2 separate regions of the Mus musculus genome follow, and region 2 is linked to region 1. The links are chromatin contacts, called in public HiChIP or PLAC-seq maps. All regions are on one chromosome and are shown on one strand. Each heading gives the region's core, a stretch centred on a gene start, on an enhancer-like site or on the middle of the called end of the contact. The rest is flanking DNA. Distances are from core to core; before and after follow the strand shown. Region 1 holds the start of Gmeb1 (glucocorticoid modulatory element binding protein 1). Region 2 holds the start of Ptpru (protein tyrosine phosphatase, receptor type, U).

Region 1 (5,651 bases), core at 1,401-3,900:
ACGGAGAGAACCAACTCCATAAAATCCTCCAGCCTCTACCCACCTGCACACCATGGCACAGGCACCCCTCCCAACATTATGCATATAGCATTATAAACTTAAGAATATTTAAAGTGAGCAGGAACAAGGCATAGCAGCACTCTGGGGGTAGAAGCAGAAGTGTTAGGGATTCAAGGTCATCTTCAGTTACATAAGAAGGCTGAGACTATACAAAACCTTTGTTTAAAATAAAAACAAAAACAAAAAAAGGAGATGGGTGCCTGCCTGCAAGATGGCTCAGAAGGTAAAGACAGGCTATTGTTATGGAGCATAAAAACCTGAGTTTGATCTGAAGGACACAGGCAGTGGAAGGAGAGACTCAAATCCTGTGTTGTCCTCTGACCTCCACAAGTATACCAGCAAGGCAGGCAGGCAGGCAGACACACCAATATACACACACAGACAGTGACAGGAACATATACATTTTTGCTGTTGTTTTGAGACACAGGCTGGAACATGCAATGTAGTTGGCCTCAGACTAGGATATCTGCCTGCTGCTGCTTTACAAGTGAGTGAGGACAGGAAGAACAGCGTGTGCCACCGTGCCAGGTAATAAATCTAAATTTAAAATCTTAGCCCAGGAGAGGCAGAAGCAGAAAGATATGCAAGTGTAAAGTCGGTCTGGTCTACACGGCAAGTGCCAGTCAAACCAGAGCTACAGAGAAAGATGCCAAGAAAATAAAAAGAAAGAAAAGAAAAGAAAAGCAAGCACGTGCTTGGTATGATCATCTCCCATCTACAAGCACGAACCTGGGCATCTGAGGCAAGACTACCATAAGTTCAAAGCCAGCCAGGGCTACATAGTGAGCCCCGGTGTCAAATAACTAACATACAGAGCAGCCTGGCATATTTTGGAGGCAGAGGCAGGTGAAATCTCTTTTGAGTTTGACACCAGCCAAACTAAAAGGAGACTTTATCTCAAAAAGAAACAAACAAAAGCCAGGCAATGATGGCATATGCCCTTAATCCCAGCGCTCGTAAGGCAGAGGCAGGTAAATCTCTTGAGTGCAAGGCCAGTAAGGACTACAGAGATACCCTGTCTCAAATACCTAAACAATTGGAGGCCAGTTCCAAAACAGCCAGAGCCACACAGAGAAACCCAGTCTCAAATAAATAGCCAAAACCAACAACAAGTCTCCAATTTGCAACTTTATTACTTAAGCACAAAACTCACTAAGTCCACCGTATGCACTTGGTTGTTCAGCCAAAGTGAACTCAGATATAATGAACCCAAGGTCATTTCACTCTGCAGGAAGTATCCAGAGGAAGTGAAGTTCTATATAAATCACAGATTGGATGGAGACTCCTATATAGGTGTTTGAAGGAATCAAGGAATACGTTTTTAAAAGTCACCCCTCTAAGAGTGTAAGAAATCAAAACAGGGCCCAAACTAACCCAACAAAGCTCAAATACACCTACTCAATGAACTTAAGTATAAAAGAAAAACAAGTTATTATATGGTTGAAAAATTAGAAGCGTTAGGCCCAAGCTCTTATGAAAACGTTCCATAATACTAGCCAAGGAAAGGGGGCTGGGCAGATGGCAAGAGTGTACAGATGTGGAGAAAACCCCTACTTCCTGGTTCTCCTAGAGTCAGTAACAGGTCGCATTTTGAGAGCTCAGGGTTTCCTTGCTCCTTGGACAGCCAGGTCAAGACCCTCGGGTAAGATTCTGCCCACATTTCTCTTGCCTCTCAAACCGAGGACACCTGGCCAATTCCCTGTCATTTCTGAAAGCAAGGGGTACCCTCTTCCCAGCAAGTACCTTCTCACTAACCCCATAACCTTAGGCTTCCCTCGTCTCCTGACGCAGGAAACCACCCTACTCTCCACCTAGCCACCGGAGGCCCTCCACTCTGAAGCCCTCACGGGGACCCTTCTCCTTCTTACTGCCCTTCATCTTGGGAAGGACGCTGCCTCCTCTCCTAAGCCCTCCAAAGGACCTTCCTCCTCCTCCTCCTCCTCCTCCTCCTCTCCAGGTCTGGTGGCCCAGGCCTCTCCCCTCGGGCGAAGGCTTGACCCTATTCCCTGCACCCCACCCCCACCCCAGCACGCCGCCCTCTCCCCCGACCCGGCCCGACCCAGGCCTGACCCAGCTCCTCCGCGCAAGGCCCAAGCTCCCAAACCCCGTATTTTTGGGGTGGGGAGGGATTCCCCTGGCCCCTCCGCGAGGACTTCCGGGCCCCTCGGTCCGGGGGCGCCGAGCCTTCCCCACCCCCCCAACCCCCGCCCAGTACGGGGTTCGTAGGACCCGGAGCCTAGGCCCGGCCGGCCACGCTGGGGGCGGCCCGGCGGCTCGGGCGGACCCAGCGGCAGCGTCCCCCCACCCCCCCCGCGGCGCCGCGACGTCCGCTCGCTCCCCGGCGGCGGCGGCGGCACGCACAGGGCGTGGGGAGGCGCCCGCGGAGGCAGCAGCCCCCCGCCCCCTGCGCGCCCGCCCGCCCTCGCCCTCGCCCTCGCCGTCGCCGTCGCCGGCCGCCGCGCGGCCCCCGCGCCCGCCCCCCCCCGCCCCCAGCCCTCGCCGCGCCGCGCGCCCACCCCTCCCCCTCCTCACCGTCTCCGTCGGGCGGGCGGGCGGGCGGCGAGCGGCCAGGGCGGGCGGGCGACGGAGCATGCGCACAAAGCCGCCACGGCGGCCGCCGCCACCGCCGCCGCCAAGCCGGGCTCCAGCACTTCCGGCCGCCGCGGCGGGCGAGCCGGCGCCTTAAAGGGGACGCGTCCTTATTGCGGGCCGCGCAGGGGATACACCTCCCCCCTCAGCCTAGCGATTTAGGGGAGCCTGAGAGCTTAGGCCTTCGGTCCTAGAAAGGCAGTGTTGGAGAAGTCGCGGGAGGCCCCAGGGGACTGAATAAGGTTTAGATGCAGAGGTCATCTCGCCCTGACTCTTGTGGAGGACTAGGGCTTTTCTTTCTCCAAATCCTCTTTATTGACGCTTACAATTTATCAGGATTTCAGGTTACCAATGTGGAATGAAAAGATGCTGCTGAGCATAGATAGTAACCCCTTCCCGCGTCCAAACCATGGCTCTTTGCGCAGGTTTTCCTGCTTGTCCGGGTTCGGAGTTCAAATTTGAACTTCCTTGGAACCGGTACAACAACTGTGCAGTGACTTGACAACTCTAAGCCACCTATTTCCCGAAAGGTACATGTCGTTCATGTACAATGAAATGATACTTGAAAAGTACTTGGGCAAGTTTCTGAGGCCGGGGAATAGTAACTGACAAGCTTTAAGGCAATGTGGTCAGGCCTTGGGGTTAGATGCTTTTGGTTTATAAATTCCTCAGAGCCACCTTACTCTTTCATTCTCATCTTTGAAAGTTAAACAGGAACGTCGGCACGTGCTGGTGGTACACGCTTTTAATTCCACAATTCCTGTCTAGCCTGGTCTACATAGTGGGTTCTAGGCCAGCTGTGGCTACATAATGAGACCTTGTCTCAAAAAAAAAAAGCAAGCCAAACGTAGAGATGAGGGGTGTGAGGAGGGAAGTAGGTCGGTAGGTAGAACACGTGCAGAAGACCCACAAGGGTTATTTCCCATCTTTCTTCCTATAGACATTGTGTTGTATCTGTCTTCTTTGCTTCCAAAGGGCAGGTTGTGGGCTGTGTGTGTGTGTGTGTGTAGAGATGGCACGTTGGGTGCAGGCTCCTGACCACCTGAGTTCCACCACTCGAACCTACATAGTGATTTTTTTTTTTTTTTTTTTTTTAATTGAGACAGGGTTTTCTGTGTAGCCCTGGCTGTCCTGGAATTCACTTTGTAGACCAGGCTGGTCTCGAACTCAGAAATCCGCCTGCCTTTGCCTCCCAAGTGCTGGGATTAAAGGAGTATGCCACCACTCTAAATGTGATTTTTAAAAAAGATATATAAGTGTGTGAGAGCGGGTTTTTTTTTTTTAAGATTTATTATATGTAAGTACACTGTTGTCTTCAGACACTCCAGAAGAGGGCATCAGATATTGTTACAGATGCTTGTGAGCCACCATGTGGTTGCTGGAATTTGAACTCAGGACCTTTGAAAGAGCAGTCAGTGTTCTTAACTGCTGAGCCATCTCTGCAGCCCTTGTTTTGTTTTTTAAGAATTTATTTATTTATTTCATATATGTGAATACACTGTCATTGTCTTCAGACACACCAGAAGAGGGCATCAGATCCCATTACAGATGGTTGTGAGCCACCATGTGGTTCCTGGGAATTGAACTCAGGACCTCTGGAAAAGCAGTCAGTGCCCTTAACCACTGAGCCATCTCTCTAGCCCTTTTTTTGGTTTTTTGAGACAGGGTTTCTCTGTAGTCCTGGCTGTCCTGGAACTCACTTTGTAGACCACGCTGGTCTCAAACTCAGAAATCCACCTGCCTCTGCCTCCCAAGTGCTGGGATTAAAGGCGTGCGACACCACGCCCAGCTTTTCTTTTTTTTCTTTTTTGGATGTGAGAGCATTTTAACTGAGCAAGCACGAAAAGAAACATTGGGGGCTGGAGAGATGGCTCAGCAAGTAAGGTGTGTACTGTTCTTGCTAAGGATCTGAGTCAGGTTCCCAGCACTCATGTGGGTTGACTCATTATTGCCTGTAACTCTTATCTCTAGGGGATCCAACTCCTGTTCTGGCCTCCGGTGATACTGCATTCACGCGAACAAACACACATACAGTTATAAATAAGAAATAAGATCTTAGGGGCTGGATGAGTTGGTTCATTGGTTAAGAGCACTGACTGCTCTTCAGAGGTCCTGAGTTCAATTCCCAGCAACCACATGGTGCCTCACAACCATCTGTAATGGGCATCCAATGCCCTTTTCTAGTATGTCTGGAGACTGCGACAGCTCTGAAGGGGAAAGCCTAGGTCAGCCACTGGGTTCAGCAGGAGAGCTGTTCCTGCTGGGTGGAGTCCTCTCTGAGGCTGGGGACTAAATGGAGCTGGATGGCAGTGAATGGAGCTTGTAGGGAAAGCACCGAGGAGGAGCGACAACTGTGATTGTGTTTCTTTATTATGTTGCTTGAATGAAGGGAACAAATAATAAACCAAGGTAATAAGATGACTGCTGGCTTTCCGAGGTAAGTGCTATGAGAGACCCCACCCCCACTTAATCACTCCTCCTGTTACCAAATGCTCACAAAGGGTTGGAAAACACAGAATGTATTTCTACTTATAACTGACATATTCCCAGCCAATATTTTTCTATTAATTTTCCTCCTTCTTTACCTTCATGATTTATTATACATACACAATTCTGAATTACACTTTTTATTTTTTTAGCTCACTAAAAGCTGTTTCTTAGGAATTAAAGAGGTGTTAGTATATTTGGGCTTTGATTTGGTTTGAGGGTACTGGGATCAAACCCAGTGTCTGGTGCATACTAGGAATTTACTTCACAGTCAGGTGATGGTTAAGCCCTGGAGAGGCAGAGGCAGGCAGATCTCTCTGAGTTCAAGGCCAGCAAGTCCCAGTACAGCCAAGGCAACACAGAGAAACCCTGTCTCGGAAAAAAAAAAAAAGAAAAGAAAAGAAAGAAAAGAAAAAAAGCAAAGGAAAGAAAAAGAAAGTTGCTTGGACCCAGCCAGGTAGCCCAGTTCCTACATCCTCTGCTACTGGGGAGAGGCATACAGATCACAAGTTCGA
Region 2 (5,935 bases), core at 2,331-4,830, 420 kb before region 1:
GCTTAGGTTACAGGACTGAACTATATCAGTCTGCTTCATTCATTCCTGTATGTCACAGCCATTTACTTGGACTAGAAGGCTCAGACTTTGTGCCTGGCGCTAAGTATCTGAAGGCGCACGGAGACTTTCCTCCCAGAGTTCCTGATCTCATAAGGGTGGCAGGACCAAGAGACTATAATTATAAGATTATATAAAAACCTAATCAGCTCCTCCCTTCCCTCTCTTGAACTCAAACAGAGAAAAACCAAGGAAGGCTTCAAGGAAGAAGTGATTTCTAAGCTGAGAGACAAACTGGAGGCTCACATAGGAAATTGTGGAATCACAGAGTCCTGGAGAGAAAGAAAACAGTTTGTACAAGGTGCAGAGAAGAGATCGTGGGTTGTGGATACTTAGGGACCACTGGTAGATAAAGCTAGCCAGAGCGTAGGATCCCAGAAGATGAGGTGGGCCAGGCAGGGGCTAGACTTCTGACGGAGCTGAGAAGGAAAGACTTTTAACTCTGAAAGTAACAAGGAGCTTTGATGAGGATTTGAAGAGGGGTTTAAAACGTGCGTTTTAGGAAGAACTCTGACACAGTGGAAGGAAGAGGCTGCTGCCTTCCTGCAGGTGGACCACTGGGGAGGGAGAAAAGGAGAGATAGAGGAAGCATAGGATACTTCAAGACACAACGGGAAGGCACAAAGCCCCTCCTGTCCTGCTCTGGCTGACCTAGCTGGGTGCCACAAGCCCAGCTGGGGCCAGCCTGAAGGATAGCAGCATGCCTCCAGCAAACAGGGTACACAGCTCTGGACCACCGATGCCACCAGACATAAGCAGGAGGCAGCATAGGATCCAGGCTCCCCTCCTGGCTTCCTGTCTAGCCCCCCTTTTCAGCCCCAGAGAGAAGGCTGCCTTGACAAGCCCTTGTTGCCTAACCTGAAACCACAGGGCACCTCTCCCTCATTCCTGCTGCCCAATAACTCCAGCGACCAAAAGGACAGACCGATCCAGAGCACAGTGGGATAATTGCTGCCAGGTGTGCACGTCTGGGAGTCACCCCACACAGACCCCCACTGGGTGACTAAGGAAGTAGGCAGGGGACTGGATCCACTCCCTAGACTGAGGACAGAGGGCTGCCACCTCCCATCTGCCTAGAGCTTCTCTAATACTAAAAGTTTCAAAGGTGACAGGAACTTGAGAAGTAATGTGACTTACCCAAGGTCACACACAACAAGTAGCCGAGACAGAATTTGAGCCCGTGTTGCCCCCTCCCCCCCCCCCACACACACTTCAAATTAGCCCCTAGGGTTTTGCCACACACACACCCCCAACCCATCTTCTCCTCAGCTTCTCAGTAGGGGACTTAACATTCTACCAAGTATCACACGCGGTCATTATTAAGACCATGAAGCACACGGAGAAACTGAGGCTCAAGAATGAGAACAACCTGCAGCAGTTCTCACTCTCAAACCTTGATCCTGACAGTCTACTACCAGGGCAATTGATGATCGTGTGTATTCTCAAATCAAGGTGATCGAGTGAGGGAATGAAAAGGGTTCTATCTTAAAGATCCCGGGCGCCCCGCGGCCCTGAGAAAGGTCTAAGAGGCAGGTTGCCTGGATCACCCTCTCTGATACCAGGAGGTCAAAACTGAAGCTGAGCAGTACAACCCCAAAGCTGCAGGGCAAGACCAGGACAGCTCCCGAGACGCCCCAGCGGGGGCGGGGCGGTGAACGAGATCCCCGGAGGCCAGTTGTCTGGGGCAGGCAGGCGACCTGGAGTCTCTCCCTGGGCCCAAGGCGGCAGCGCGTGTCTCGGCTCTGCTTCCACCCGGGGCGACTCCCAGCTACCTCACGCCGGTGGCGGGAGCCAGGGGAGGAGGAAACCCTGGAAGAGGACCGGCACACGCCCGCCAGAGGGGCCGAGGCCTGAGGTCCAGGCCTCAGGAAAGGACGGTGGACCACGCGCGCGCACACACAGAAGCACACTGACACTCCATTCACAGAGCACACGATGCGATGCGCTCGCGGTCGCACAGACAGTCACTGGACACACACTCAGACATGGGAATGCACACACACACACACACACACACGCACGCACGCACACGCACACACCCTCCATAGGACACCAGGCTCCAAAGCACACTCAAGCACGGGATCTCACCGCAGGCCGAGGGGGAGGCCCATGCACACATTCACACACACACACACACGCACACACGCACACACGCACACACACACAACACACACACGTCCGCACGCGCGTGCCCGACTGGCCGGGAGGCCGCACAAAGTTGCAAAGCAGACGCAGGCAGCGTCCCCGGGGACCGCGGCGTCCCCAACGCCTCTGACGAGCTACGATGGGGACGCTGTCCCGAGGCCTCCAGCCAGGCCCTGCGGGGGCCCCGACGCCGCAGCCCCGCCCGCAACCGGGTGCGCCCCACGGCCCTCCCCATCCCGGGCGCCCCGCGGCCCTGGCGCCTCCTCGGATCAGCCGCCAGCCAGCGCCGCTCGGAACTTGCGAAACAACAAACCGCCCGAAATGTCGGAGTCGGCGGCTACAGCCACGTCTCTCCCCGTTCCTTCCCTCGCCAGCCGCAGGGCCGCCCCAGCCTCCGGGGGACGCCGCCGCGACAACTTGTTCCGGCCGGGTGCGCCACGCACACGCGCGCGCGCGATCACACATACACTCACATATGCACACACACATGCACACACACCCTCGGGTCCCGGCCACACTCGACCACGGCCTAGGAGCACCCCAAGCTCGCAGCGTCCCTAGCCACGAAACCATCGCTCACCGACACACTCACATCCACTCCAGACACGCTCCCCCATACGTATTCCCCGCATCCCTGACATTCACACGGACCCACACAGCATCGTACACCCCAAATACTCCCACAGGGTCACTCGTGGGCACAGAGCTCACACAGGTTCCGACCCGGTTCCCACGACTGCACACACACACACACACACACACACCACACACACTCGGGCCCACACTTGGGCACAATCCACCGAGTCCTCACAGCACAGGCATAAACAAACACGCGGGTTTTCAAACGCACCAGCAACAAACAGTACTCCCGCCTAGGGAATACAAAAAAAAAAGCCAACAAATGCAACACAGGATCAGACGCAACTCTAGCCAAGCCACTGAAACTCAGATACACAACCCACTTGGCAGCGTGGACAAACATGAGCCAGCGCACACCCGGTGCTCCACGCAGGCGACACTCACACCAGCACACTCGCATCCGCGGTACACACTCAACCTCAGTTTGCACACAAACTACAGACACAGCGGCCACAGAAGCTTGGAGCACTCCGACACCAGCGACAAGCCATCCCCGGCCCCCCGGGCACTCGCGGGATAAGCTTGGAGGGACCGCGCGCGCTTACCTGCGGGAGTCTCGGTCTCAGGCGCGCAGAACTGGAAGGTGAGCGCCAGGACCAGAGCCTGAGCCCGGGCCATGGCCGCCGCCTAGGTCCTGGAGACCCGCAGCTGGGGAGGCGACGCCTCCGGAGCCCGACCGGGAGCCCAAGGCGAGCGGGAGCCGTAGTGGAGCAGTGCCGCGCGGAGCGGGACTGGCGCCGAGTCCAGAGCGGGAGCCCGAACGAGCGGGGCGCTGACGTCAGGCCCCCGGGCGCGAGTTCCGCGGTCTCGAGGCGTCCCCTGCTGGTGGTGTCGCGCGCTGCGGCCCGGTTCCCTGGGCCCGCCGGCCTTGGCGTGCCCATCCCCCACTCTCGCACCCCGTCGACAAGATCCATCGGCCGGTGCCGGTGTTCAGGTCGGCACTCTCAACGCATCCGTTGCCCACGGCTGAGACTGTAACCCAGGAACCCTTGGCTCCTCTGTTCCCTCAGTTGCTTAAGTTTTTCCTACCTTGACTACTCTGAACATAAACTCCCAGCTCCCTCCAATGACAGAGCACTCTTCATCTACCTGAAACGTTGTTGGGCCTTTGGAATGTTGCCGTTTACTTTCAGTAATATGAAATTCACTTCTCTCTTACTGACGCTCGTGCCTCTACAGTAGCCTCCGGCTACTCGGAGTAAGTAGATTTGGAACTCTGCCCCGTCCAAGTTTTTGCACAACCACCAGCATAGTTGTCAGTGGCTACTTAAGACCAGGTGCCATGTGTGCCTCTCTCTGGGACTCTGTTCATCTTCACTATTGCCCTAGGGGACACACACCATTCTAATGCCATTACACAGTTGAGAAAGTTGAGATCATAGAGCGTGACTTTTTCAAGATTATGTGTCAGTATGAGGCGACACCAAGATCTGAATCAAGGTTGTCTGGTTCGAAATGTGTAAACAAACGAACAAAAACCGACTCACATCTGGAAACCCATTTGCTTCTCAAATACTGAATAGATATGGGCTTGTTGGTTCAGTGATGACTGTAGACTACCGAGGAGATTAAAAAACAAAGGCTTGATCTCCGGGAGCTAGAGAGACGGCTCAGTGGTTAGGTGCGTGCACGCGGCTCTTGCAAAGGGCTCAGGATGGATCCCCAGCACCCTTGTCCAACCACCTGTAACTGCGCATCAGACCAGCACTTCTGGCCGTGTATATTTATAAAATATAAAATTATATTTTAAATATAATTTAAATATTTTTTAAAATCCCCACCCTCATGAAGCTTACATTCAGGAGGAAGATGCAGGAGAGGGTGGGGGGGGGGGTTGGAACCTACAGTAGGGAAAGTGGATCGCTGCACTTCTAAACAGACTGCCTGCTATGTGATGGACTTGGTATATATCCCCCATGTTTAGAATGTGTGTCCCCCTAGGGAAGCTTTTTCCCCCGGGGCCTGGTATCCCGCATACTCGATGAGTAATGAATGAGCGGGTAACTGATAGATGAGTACTTACAGAGAGGGCCCTTGCTCTCACGAAGACTTCATGCCGCAGATAAATAAATACATATGGAACTTCAGTCTGAGGCATGCGCCCTCAAGGAAATGAAGCTCTTGCAACAAGGAACACTAAAAGATGGGGGGGGGGGGTCGGGTCACGCTTCAGAAAAGACAGTCCAAGACAGACGCCTTTGCCAAGGATGTGACCCCATGCCACGTGATCTTAGACCTGACGTGTGAGGAGCCAGCCTCAAGCACACCAATGGGAAGGAATGCTGCAGCCAGCCAGACCAATGGGAAGGAACGCTGCAGCCAGCCAGACCAATGGGAAGGAACGCTGCAGCCAGCCCGAAGCGCGAGCCTTGGTCTAAGAGGGAGCCCGAATGGAAGGGTGAAGAGGAACGGCAGGTGCAACTGGAAAAGTTGCCAGGGCCTGCAGACCACACAGAAAGCCGAATACGGAAGACATTTTGAGTCAATAAACACTAAGAAAATGATCAGCCGCTGGAGAGTCTTGAGTTTTGGTTTATTACTTTCATTCCCCCCAACAACTAATGGGCAGAGATGTTGAAGGAACTCATTTAAGTACAGGTCTTGGCGTCTGTAAGGCCTCCCTATTTCTTGTCTCTTCCCTCAGTTGGCTCACACTGAGAAGCTACCCTGAGGCTAGAAAAGGAAGAACTGAGCATCCCTGGTCTCCTTGGGTCCTCAAACTGCTGCTCAAGGAAGCAAAGACACAGCTCTCGAGGACCCGAGCATTAAACTGAGAGTCACCATGAGACAGAGGTAGAGGAAGGAAAAGTGATGGGCAAGACAGAAAGACATGCTGAAACAGAGAGAGATCTGGCAACCCGGAGCCGGCTGTGCGTTGGAGGGGGGGAGAACTGAAGTTTTGGGGTTTTGGTTTTTGTTTGGTTTTTGTTGTTGTTGTTTGCTCTTTTTATTAATCTCAAGTTTTGAGGTATGGACACTGAGAATCAGAGAGCATGATGTATTTGCGCAAGGTCACTCAGTCAGTCCATAAAGGTGTCAGGATTTGAACTCAAATCTGATCGGTTCCACGTTCTCTTGCTCCTTGGTCAGAGGA

The links. HiChIP or PLAC-seq counts read pairs in DNA pulled down with a chosen protein or histone mark.
Region 2: a contact with region 1 is called in an H3K4me3 HiChIP or PLAC-seq map of bone marrow-derived macrophages, with 3 times the contacts expected there. The contact joins the promoter of Ptpru here to the promoter of Gmeb1 in region 1. A contact is called at or near these places in 1 of 39 promoter capture datasets (pre-B cells) and 1 of 115 datasets of contacts at active chromatin or transcription factors (bone marrow-derived macrophages).

What each region holds. Positions count from the first base shown.
Region 1 is chr4:132,258,899-132,264,549 of GRCm38.p6, forward strand. It overlaps Gmeb1 (glucocorticoid modulatory element binding protein 1), which reads right to left and starts at 2,651. Exons shown (of 10, transcript NM_020273.2): 1 at 2,593-2,651. It overlaps Gm28874 (a long non-coding RNA gene), which reads left to right. Exons shown (of 2, transcript XR_390809.4): 1 at 1-1,702.
Region 2 is chr4:131,834,698-131,840,632 of GRCm38.p6, forward strand. Ptpru (protein tyrosine phosphatase, receptor type, U) reads right to left here and starts at 3,581. Exons shown (of 31, transcript NM_001083119.2): 1 at 3,387-3,581. The coding sequence starts at 3,459.